Regions from separate parts of the Gossypium arboreum genome. Here region 2 is linked to region 1. Evidence: chromatin contacts called from public Hi-C data. All regions are on one chromosome and are shown on one strand. The core of a region is the stretch at or near the end of the contact, and the rest is flanking DNA. Distances in the headings are between cores, read along the strand shown. Region 1 holds the start of LOC108456062 (zinc finger CCCH domain-containing protein 15). Region 2 has its middle 6.6 kb from the start of LOC108457167.

Region 1 (6,190 bases), core at 1,630-4,129:
TTCAAAATCCATTCCATGTGACTTCGCTAGACTCGGCCATAACGTCTAGGTCGGGTTTGGGGTGTTACACCTACCAACCCTCTTGCTTTGCCCCTAGTCGTTCTAATGTAAAATGGATGAACTATACATATACAATTATACACACTAGCATTGTATTGCAGTAGAGAAAGAAAAAAATGGTCTTTCCATTAAAAACTTTTTATCTATTTTTGCCCTTAATGGTGGGCTTGGTTGGGTTAAAAAGTGGATGAATGAGAGAAGGGAGTGGAAAAGTGGAAAGAAAATAAATTTTGAGTGTGCTTAACAGGGAAGAAAAGTGAGAGGAAAGAAAATAGGAAGGATGATCATTTTCTATTCTAATGCATAAAAATCCTTTGACATTGGAATTATGAGAAGAGAGAAAATGAGAGGTGTGCATGTTAGTACAAAATGATGCATTTTTCAAATATTTTATTTTTTTTCCTTTTGGCTTTACTTGGTAAAGTGAAAAGAAAATTAGAAGGATGAAAAACTGAAGGGATAGAAAACTAGATGGATAAAAAACATAAGTTTTCTTTTTATAGAGTGGAAAAAAAGTTGGAATGTTGGAAAACATTTGAAAAATGTATCATTTTGAACTAATATAGTTATCATTCCAATTTAGAAGTATTGGTTTTGTGCATTAAGATGGAAAATGATCATTTTTCTTTTTTCTTTTTTTTCCTTCTAACTTTTCTTCTCAACCTAGCACAACCGGAATTTATTTTCTCCCCACTTTTTCACTCTCTCCTTTCATCATTTTACTTTTTTACTCAACCAAGCACACCCTTCATTTTTCTACTTATCCAGCAATGGATGGAAAGAAAATTTCTTCTCTTTTCATTTTTTAATTCTTCCTATCAAGAATACCTATGAAAAAAAAATAAATATAATTTTCATTTTTCTATCCTTTCACGTTTTCATCTTTCCAATTTTCCTTTTACTCAATCAAACAAAGAATAAAAAATTAATTTCTATATTTTTATCAAACCTGTTACGTATTTCCCTAGTTTATATTTATTATTTTAGTCTTTAATCGATTAATCCCTAAATTGAATACCAATTTCTTCTCAGCTATATTAAAACTTGATAAGAACATTTAGTTGGTCTCATTTTTACTTGTGTTTCAGCATGTTTCTTCAACTTAGGCGCACACCAAATAAAAATGCTTTAATAAAAGAAAGATTGTTACTGGTGATGGTTGCACTCTACTGTACTGGTAGTTGGAGTGGACAAAATTATAAATATTAAAAATATTAAAATATATTAAAATTGATTGGTTAATCAATTTATTTTAACGATTAAAATTATCAATAATGAAAAATCGTTAATAGAGGATTTCATTGATTTTTTTATTAATGATAAAGGCTTAATTGAATACAAATTTAATACAGGGGCTTAATTTTTTTTCCTTTTTTAAGAGTTTCTTTTAACATGTAATCCTATATAGAAAATCATCAAATTAGATATGATATTGCTAGTGTCACGGACCTGGATCAAAGCCCGCGACAATTGCGTAAAGAGTGTCCCATAGAGGTCAATTGATGAAATGAGACTCATTTAATTCAATTGAATTGACTTGACTCATGGAACTCATGGAGAAGTCTATCTAATTGAAGTGTTGGTTACCTAATTAAACATTCCAGTAAAATTAGAGTTATCAAGGTAAATAGTGTAAATCCTAAAGGAATAAGATTATATAGAGTTTAAATCGCTTAGTATTATCAATTGTAGATAGACTCCAACCTTGACCGTCAATGTAACCCAACCAGTACTGTTAGTTTTAGGGGAGCTCAACTAAATAGAAGTATTTCTCCTCATTTGTAATAATTTCATTCGTAGTTGTAAATATATTTGAGAGCATTTACTCAAACACTTGGTGTGCATTACTTTCTCATTGACTTTTCTGCTCTACATTGTTCTTTTAGTTCGAGTTTGTTTCCACTATATTTCAGTGTCTTAGAGATCTTTTACGAAAATTCTCACTTTTATTTAGGCAGATTTGAAGCAAATAAATTGCAGGTCGCGCAGTTTGCAAAATTAAAGTTCTAGCCTTGTGACACTAGGAGATAGTTATAGTTGTGATAAGGAAGTAATCTCCTGAAGAAAATGATGGCTTCCTCCTTCCTAAAAATACTTTTTAAATCAAATCATTAGTCAAATTGATCAGACTGTTGGTTTGTCGATCTGATCGGTTTGACTACCAATTCAATCGACTTCCAATTTAATTGGTCCAAAAACACCTTCCAAATTAACATATTAATTGACTCTCAATTTAATCGATCTGATCCATCAATCTGATCTAAATCAAATAACATTGCTAAATGGTTTATATGTCTTAATCTCGCTTCATGACTTAGAAAACCTCGCAGACACAATTATCCCCCCATCAAATTAACTTCAATTACAAGCAACTCATATCATCAAAAGCTCTCTCTAACCGCATCCGGGCCTCGCATTTCCTGTGCCATAAGTTGTTTCTAATTACAGAAAATCAATTAGACAACCCTGATAAAATAATCGTGACCGTTGGATTTACACAAACATGATTGAGCTTGATCATCATCCTCCCCCCTCCCATTATCTGTTGTCAAAACTTGAGGATGAAGGAAAGCGTAGAAGGGTATCCTTGCTAATATAATTAAATCAAGAGGACATTTACGTCATTTTCTAATGGTGTGAATCCTGCATTGCCAAAATGCAATGCAAGCGCACTTATCTGTTTTCTGCTGGTACCACTGTTGGTGCATGCAAACAAGTATTGCAACTGTTATTTGTGAACTAGAAAATGAAATTTACAATTTAGATTAAATGACTTAAATGCCCTAACAATGATTTAAGATGATTGAAATCCAAGGGAAAAAGTAGGTAAAGAGTTGAAAATTCTAAAGTGAACAAGGGGTAATTCTATGATGTGCTTATTTAACGGTTTTGATTCCAGAATTCCTCTCTACAATTCACTGCCAGGCCACTTTTTTCCCTCCAATTCGATATTACGGTGTTTTTTTTTTTTTTACTTTTTTCTGCTTTCTCTAAATTCTTTTTTCAAGCTTCGGTATGCAAAACGACAATGTTTCAACCGCCTACGGTGACCTCGCAGCCGGAGAACTGAACCATCACCAGAATGGCGGAGTTTACGCTTCCTCCGCCGCCAACTCATCCGCCTCTCTCTTAGCTCTCCACCATCCCCGCATTCTCATGCAACAGCATCAAGATATGATCAACCGTCACAGCCTCTGCCTCTCGCGCTTCCGCGAAGCTGCAAAAGAAGCCGAATCACTCCGCCAAGAGAATACTTCTCTACGATCAGTCAACCGCGACCTCAACAAGCAACTCAACGCACTGATCCAAGCCTCTGTTCAGGATCACTTTGCATCCTCTGATTACAACACCGCGCCGTTTGATTTGGTGAACGCGTTGGAAGGACTTTGTTTCGGCGGCGGCGTAGGAGAGGAAGAAGTTTCTGATATGGAAGGTGAAGTGGATGTCGAGAGGGTTAAGTTGCCTAAGAGCATATCGATTAGATCTAACGAATATCAGAAGATGATGAGTAAAGCTGGAGCAGCGAGTCATCGTGGTAAAACTCGGGGACTAGCTCAGACTTCTAATGCTTCTCAACAGATCAGAAGAGCTGTGAGTATAATTTTGACTTACTTCTAATTCTTTCCCTTATTCTGTTCGGATAGCAAATTCGTAATTGCCAGTCTATTGTTCTACATTATGTACATATCGCCAGTTTATTTTCATTTTTAGAGTTATATTTATTTGCTTATTTCTAAAGCTATATGTCAGGCAAAGCTGGCATCAGAACAATATTCTCGCAGCCAAACGACGGAACGAGCACCATTAAGCATTAATTACATTTTTTATTACGGTTTTATTTAGTGAATACCTTCTCTGACTTGGTAATGAAGCAATACAATAAACTTAATTATTTTAGACGCGACTGAGATGATGATATATATTTAGTTCAAATTTATTCTTGTTAGTGCCTTTTTAGCCTTTTGGGGGAGAAGTGAGGAGCCAGTTCAAGGGACTCTGAAATCATCCTTGTGTTTTATCTGTATAACATGAAAATTTGTTAGTTTAGAGTTAAGACTTTTGAAAGTTAAAACGATGGCGTTAGTAAGATTGTTAACAACCAGAGGTTTGCTTAGACGTGTAAGGTTTTGTTTGTATGGTGAACTGCCTTGTTACCACCAAAAGAATGTGAAATGAGAATATTAGTAATAGATTATTCATTTGTTTCTTGTTCTTAATTAAATTTTATTGAAATGAGAATATTAGTAATAGATTATTCATTTGTTTCTTGTTCTTAATTAAATTTTATAATAGATAGGGTGAATAATGTCTTTAGGCGAATGTAAAGCAGAAGGTGTACGTGCAAGGAGGGAAGGAGGAGGAAGAGCTACTTGAACTGGAAGTATACAACCAGGGCATGTTAAAGACTGAGCTCTGCAACAAATGGCAAGAGACTGGTGCCTGTCCATATGGTGACCACTGCCAGTTTGCTCACAGTGTCGAAGAGCTCCGCCCTGTAATACGCCACCCTCGATACAAGACTGAGGTCTGCAGGATGGTCCTTACTGGTGATGTCTGTTCCTATGGCCATCGATGCCACTTTCGTCACGCACTTACTGAACAGGAGAAGTCCGTTGGCCACCTAAAGCCCCAAACCAGGTAAACCTATTCGTTCAGGCGATTATCATATTGGTTGGTAGCTGTAGAGATGTTCATATAATTCTGAACCCCAGTTTTTTTTTTTTATATAAATAATGTGCTTAATCCAGTCAGTTTATAGGTATGATGAACATGTATTAAATTTCGAAATTGGAATCATAAAATCAAAGAAAAAGTTACTAAAGATGGAGATTAGTAGAGGCTTTGTGTTCCCCGATGGTGGGAGATTTGTTGAGGTGATATCAGATATGCACTTTTTTCTTTTTACTTCTCTTTAATATGTTTGTTTCGTCAAGTAGCATGAGTACTTACGGGAATGTTTGGTGCGCTTAAGCCAAGCAACAATCCGACAACAACTAAAAAACATAACCATTAATGGTAATTATGTTCTTAGATTCTGGCAAGGTAAGCAACTTCCGTGAAGTCAATATTGATGTCATTAGCCATTTGAAACTCCTCCTGGATGAGCTTTTTGTTGTATACTTAAACTTATGGCATACTCATTGTCGTTTTTAAGTTGTATCTTATTAGTATTATTATAAGTACGGAGTAATGAAAATTTTGAATTAAAAACCTCATCTTATTTTGGTAAATGCTGACTGCTAGCTATATGAAGATAGAAACAGGTTCCTATGTTTTAACACTATACTCTTTAACAAGGAAATATTAAAGATTTTAGGTTTTACATCTGAAGATTCTGAACATATAGCAAATTTTAAGTATATCTATGGAACAAAACTGATTACGATTGAAGAAACTAAAAGTTATGGGTTCACATTTATACGTATAATTAATGAAACTAGTTAATATGGTACGAGGGAATCTAATTCTGCTCTTATAAAATTTTACAGCAGACTGTTAGCTGTTGGCTCCTTCTAAATCCCACACTGAATGAGAGCAAATGTTTGCCGCCTCATCTCCAATATATAGAAAGGCATACATGAATATAAGATTACATTTGATGATATAAGATTTTATTATTTGATTAATAGAATATAAAATTATGTAAAAGTATAACCTATTTGATTGTTTTTTAATATTATTTAATCATGATAACTATTGTTTTATTAAACTTTATATATTAATAAATAATTTTATACATGTACGAACAATTATAATTTATAAATTCTAATTATAATGATAATTAATAAATAAATACTTAGAGTGAATATGATAATTATAATTTTAAAGTTGACATCTACTATTTCACTGTTAAGAAAAAGAGATATTTTGTTTTCACTTGGACTTAAATTTTATTAGGAAAAAAAAGACGAAATTGATTAAAATTATAAAAATAAATGGTGAATTAATTCAAAATTTAATATTACGCGCATAAGTTAAGATAATCTAAGGAATGAGTGTATTGAGATTGAACCAAATATTTCAAAATCTTGATATTATTTGAGAATGTGAAGTTATAAGGTGATCAAAATATGAAGAATTCAAACAATGTAATCTTATTCCACAATGTGAGATTACGTGTTGTGCTATA
Region 2 (6,190 bases), core at 1,815-4,314, 51 kb before region 1:
TCAGTATGAAAGTTTAGAATACGTAACCATTCTCAAATTAATGCGTCCTTCTAGTTAGTAGTCATTATATGGTTGATAGCCGCTTATGGCTTTTTCATAAAAAAAAAAATTTATCCTCTATACTTTTTAATTATTTTATTAAATATTAAATCCATCAATAATTATTTATTATAATTAATAGTTAGTACCAAATTTATTTTGGGTAAACTCAGCCATGGTCACTTTTACTTATTTAATTTACGTTTTAATCACTTATATTTGAAATGTTACGTTTTAGTTATTTACGTTATCGTGTCGTAACATTTTAGTCATTGAACCGTTAATTGTCTTTAACGGTGTAATGATAAGTTAACATGACATGTTAAATCATTATTTCAAATAAAAATTTTAGGTTAAATTAACAATTGATCTCCATATTTTTTCGTTTTGAGCAATTTAATTTTTTTCTTTTATGTTTTTTTAACTTTTTTTTTCCATTTTCTTCTACTTCTCCCTCTATTTTCCTACTTTCTCCATTTCTTTTAACACATCAGAAAGTCGAATTGGCAATGAATAAAGAAGCATGATATGGGTTTATGGGTTTTGATTATAGGCAATAATGGCTTCTGACTTCTTGCTTCTTTCATCACTGTCAATTTGACTTCTTGATATGTTAAAGGAAATAGAGAATGTAAGAAAATAGAGGAAGAAACAAAAAAAAAAAAGAGAGTAAAGTTTAAAGAACATAAAAGAAAAAAATTAAATTACTCAAAACAAAAATATATATAGGGAGCTATTGCATAATTTAACCTAAAATTTTTATTTGAAATAAAGATTTAACGTGTCACGTCAGCTTACCATTACACCGTTAACGGCTCAGTGACTAAAATGTTACAACACTATAACATAAGTGACTAAAATGTAACATAAGTTAAACAAAAGTGACCATAAATATACTTTACCTTTTTATTTTTCACACGTAATGATGAGATTTGACATCTAAATAATTTTTTAGATTTTACTAGCTTTTTTTTTTTTTTGTTACCCATTGTTCCTCTTCCCATTCATAAAACATCCAATCCATTTGAAAGTAAATCACCTTTATCATATATAGCCAAATGGAAGATTTTAACATAACCTTTAAAAGAAAAATGGAACCCATTAAAATACAAGTAAAAAAAATCTTAAAATTTGAAGCATGGTTTAATAAAAAATGCCAGTGTCACTGAAATTTGTTTAAGAAAAAATAAGAAGGTTAGAATTTAGAAGTGTGTGGTGAAATAGGACAGGAGTGCAGTCAGCAGGTTAATATATGAGAGCAATCATGTCATCTCCCCGGCGCGAATGAAGGGAGTAAAAGAAAAAACAAAAGTCTTGGGACAAAGAGAAATGAAGAGTGTGATAGCTGTGTTTTGCCATAGCTGGGCACTCAGTCTGTCTGTTTTCATGACTTTTAACCCTATCTTTGTTGTCGGAATGTATACCATCCCATCGGTCTAAACCTAAATCCAGTCCACCCGCCCCTACTCCTCCAACATCCCACTCTTTACTTTATTTGAGTAATGTAGATTCTGAAAAACATACACGACAAAGAATTTCTGTCTGATGTCAAATAAAAAATATATATTATTATTACTTTTTCTATTATTATGTTGTTAAATATGTCAAGTTTGATTAAATGATTAGTAGGGGAAAATGAGAGATCCGGGGTATCTTCATTCTTGTAGATTACCAAAACCAAATTTAATGCTCCAACAACCAGATCAGGATATCCCCTAAATTTTGCTCATTTTATTTATTTTCACTATTAATAACATTTTCTTAATTTTATGACATTGGAATGGTGGAATCCTATGTTTTGAAATTGGTGATGTAACTGGGTAAGATTTGTTAAAAAAGAGAGTGGAAAACAACTCTTTTGAGTATGGATCCCGTTGTCAAGGGTGTGATCTTCGCTCTGGTTATAAAATAATTTTAAAATTCGTGATCAATATCTATTCTTTAATAAGTTTACAGAATGCGAAAAATTAATTATTAAATTTATTTTCATAAATACCTTGAAAAAAAATATTATTAAGTTTAATTTTTTAACATGTGTTTTAGAGTCTATCTACTGGCCTTCTCATGATTTGCTCCTGGAGCATCATGAGATGGGTGGCTATTAACTGTTTGAAGAATTTGGTAGGCAGGTGGATGTTGGTCATGTTTCATGTGAATTTTACGCCAACTTTTACCGTTAACTCGTTATTTTTAAATCGGTAGTTTTAATTTTAATATTATTTGAATTTTAAAATTTTAATATTAAACACTTAATTAAAATTTATTATTAATGTATTACACGTAAAACTGTATATCTAATACATGTTTTTCAATTTGATTATTTATAATTCTTATAATTTTAAAATTTAAAATTTTAATATTGATGTAAATATGGTTAAATGTATTAATTAAATTTCCTACAAAAATTGCAAGAGCAATGTACAACAGATGGATGTATGTTTTGAATGAGTTAGATGGAATATTTTCTTTCTTTCTTTCTTTGTAAATTAAAGTCCTGAACAAGTGATAGAGCTCATCTAAAAGGTTCAATTGCAGACGAGCTTTAAATCCAATTTCATCAAATCATGATGACCCTGAGGAGCTTATTTGAAAGCCTAGGTAGGCCATTAAGAAAAACAGTAGGATTTGAGTTAGATATGAAAAAACCTCTATTTGAAAGTGAAGCCAATAGGTCCGGCCCTTACACCCAACCTAAATGTCCACACAAAAACAAATAAAGACAAACTAGGCTAGCTGCTCATACCAACTGTCCAAAGAAAACATAAAGAGCATAGAAAGGAGTAAACCAGCTGGCACACAAAACAAAGCTTTACCATTCCAGGCATGTGAAACACAGCGAGTTTCAACACCCAGAAAAAACACTGATGAAAAAACGATTAGAAGCATCCTCGAAACTCAGAAACAGCCCTTGTAGCCCTTGTCGCTTATCCTCTTGTATCTGCTGTAACATGAAACTCGGCACCTCCTCTATCCAGTACCTTTAACTCCCCTTCTTCATGCCTGTTGCCGCAAGAATATGTGTTGCTTTGTTACCATCCCTGGGCGTGAATCGAGCCTCACAAAAAAGGATATGCCGAAACAACAATCCAGTATCTTCAACAATGGGTCTAACTAGTGAGAAACACGGCGACAACTTCTTGACGATACACAACGAGTCCCCTTCTAAATCGTCTAATTAGTTGTGTATTTCTGTTTTCATCATCCAACTATACAAAATTTCATTTTCGTCTCTATTGCATGTCCTTTTAAATTGGTATAATTACACATTAAGATTGTAAGGTTTACACATGCTATCAATTTAATCCCAATTTTAAATAATTCAACAAATTTAACCTCTATATTTACAATTACTATTAATTTGATCCTGTTCTCCTCCTCCCTAATTGTCACTTTCTCTGTCGCTGCGACAACTAACTTATCATTGATCCCTGCACCAGCTATTTTTTATTCGTGTTCTCGCTATTGCCATTGTTATCCTTTTTCAATGGTGCAACTGCTACAGTCGCCTCTTCTGCTGCCCTCCACCTACTCTGCGTCACAATCACTTTCTCTACCATAAATACGATCATTCATTCTCCTTCTTCGATTTATAAAATATTATTTATTTTAAATAGTATTTACATGAAATATGTTATTTTTATTTTAAAATAATAAACGTCGTGGAAAAGAAAACTAATTTTCTAAATATTAATTAATAACGTTATCAATTCCTTAGTTTTATACGTGGAGCAGGGATTTAAATTGCGGTTGTGGCCGCGTTTTTTTGTCTCATTGCATTTATCACGGTTGCAGACATAACGGATGCTATTGCGGTCATCATGGTATCACGGTTGTGAATTTTTTTAAAATTCGTACAACTTATTGTAAAACATAATAATTATAATTATAATTATAAAAAGTCACTTTTAATGACTTTTAGAGTGTTTTTAACACATGAACTTTTATTAATATGATATGAGAACACAATTTTTACAATCATTAATTATTCTTATATATACTTACGAATTTTCTAAGAATGTTATATTAACTAATAACAAAGTAAAAAAGGAAATATTAAACATTTATCATATTTAATAAGTTTGAAAGTTTTATAGATAAAATAATTTAAAATTCATACTTGAGAGATGTCTTCAATATTTCTTGTGACTTTGAAGATGGTGAAGATATAAACATTCTATCTTGCAAAAGGAAAAAGGAATAGATAAATATATAGATTCTCATTAATTATTTCTATTTCCTACCACTTATTCTCACTATCATTCTACTTTTATATATAGTTTAACATGCTTCAATTCTTAATTATCTTTTCATAAAATATACTTCATTCATTTATCTAAAGATATATTTTAAATGTTTTAATATAATCAAAATTAAGAACATTAACAAAAGTTTTCTTTAAAAAAAACATACCTTACAAATAATGGTAGCGGTACGATTTAGTTTTCACCAATTAGTGGAATGACGCGGAGTATCAAATCTTTCACATTCACTTTGAAAGTGTTCTTGACTTGATTCTCTTGGCCTTTATCCAAAAATATATCCAAAAAAAGTAACATTTTCACCTTGGTTTTCATATAATTGATATGGAGGATATATTTGGAGAGGAGGATACATGAGAGGCGGAGGTGGGTGATACATTGGTGGTAGAGGATGCATTTGAGGCTGGTTTGGCATACCATAATTAGGAAATGGTGGATAATAACCATATGGTTATGGATAACCATGTGAAGGTTGAAAATATGAAGGTTGTTCTGGTAAATAAAAACCTTGAGTGCTAGTAGATGAATCATTATACTCGAGGTTACTAGAGCTCGATCCCTTACCAGATGAAAAGTCTACAAAAGTATGCTTCTTGCCTTTTGTTTTTGATGGAGCTCTAGGTTCACTTTTATCTCTCTTAAGTTCAGGAAACATATATCTATCAAACTCTAATCTATCACGGAAATGTCCACTAGTGGTACCAACCTCATATTCTCCTCTATACCGACTAGAAGACCTAGTTTCACCTCTATCACCACTATGTCCATCATCCTCATCAATTGGAATTAAACCACCACCATCGGGTCCATCGCCACTCTGACTTGGCATTGAACTAGAAGTTGAATGAGACAAATTTTGTTGTTGAGATTGATCAACATCCATTTCATCATCAGAGGTATCCACAGGAAACACACCGGTATTTTCACCATCTAATAATGGATTCTCTTTCTCATGAAGCCATTTTGATAGTGGATCAACATCTTCAAAGATATGATCAAGGCTGATAGGATTAAAACTAGCATTTATATCATCAATGCTCATTCTTTTTTGATGCCTTATCTGAAACCTCATATTATAATAGGTAAACATTAGTTTCTCAAGTTTTTTATACTTTTACCTATTTCTTGCCTTGGTGTGAATATAACTAAATGTGCCCCAATTTCGTTCGCAATTTGATGCAGAAGTTGTTTGACTAAGCACTTTAATTGCTAATTTTTGTAATTCGGGAACATATGTGCCGTATATTATCCACCACTCAGCTGCATAATATTATTTAAATTTCAAAATAACTTCAAAATGTACAATATAATTAAATAATATAAATTAAATTAAATAATTTAATTAACTGTTTACCTAGATTCATTGGCTTCCAAGCTCTTTGTGCTTGTGGAGTACCGAATGTCTCATGTTTATCTCTAAATAGTAACGATTGCATAAATAAAAGATAGAGTAAAAATTAAAAAAAAAATAATTCTATTTCAAATTATGTAACTAAATTACAAATAATAATACTTGAATCTAACCTGATTAACCATTCTGACTTAAGCATCAAGAGAAGGTTCTAATCTTTCAATTACTGATCGTGTACCTTCTAATGTTTCTATTAGTACATTCTCAAAATGCTCCACCCCGAATTAAAATTGAGAATTGAGAAAATAACCTAAGCATAATTTATAAGAATATCATCAAATAATAATCTAAAGCTTAAAATAATAAAATATAAAAATAGTTTTTAATTATATGAAACATTTTATCTTACACTACAGTAAAACAGGTTTTTATCGGCGTTTTTAGTGGCGTTTGGATAAAAAACGCAGCAAAGGTAAAGCATTAGCGGCGTTTTTGCATAAATGCAGCAAAAAGTAAAGCAATAACGACGTTTTTCTCATAA

The links. Hi-C and Micro-C count contacts between places; a contact is called where the count stands out from the background.
Region 2: a Hi-C map of leaf shows a contact between it and region 1, with 2.4 times the contacts expected there. The contact joins the enhancer-like site here to the promoter of LOC108456062 in region 1. A contact is called at or near these places in 2 of 5 Hi-C or Micro-C datasets (both in leaf).

What each region holds. Positions count from the first base shown.
Region 1 is chr3:10,070,750-10,076,939 of ASM2569848v2, reverse strand. LOC108456062 (zinc finger CCCH domain-containing protein 15) reads left to right here and starts at 2,879. Exons shown (of 2, transcript XM_017754654.2): 1 at 2,879-3,651; 2 at 4,391-5,271. The coding sequence starts at 3,076. The coding sequence ends at 4,702.
Region 2 is chr3:10,121,890-10,128,079 of ASM2569848v2, reverse strand. No RefSeq gene overlaps it. Among protein-coding and RNA genes, the nearest start is that of LOC108457167, 6.6 kb to the left of the region's middle. Within about 2 kb of position 3,064, at least 2 of the 2 cell types and tissues checked have an H3K27ac peak or open chromatin away from gene starts, as enhancers often do. A contact at or near this core is called in leaf, where this site is marked.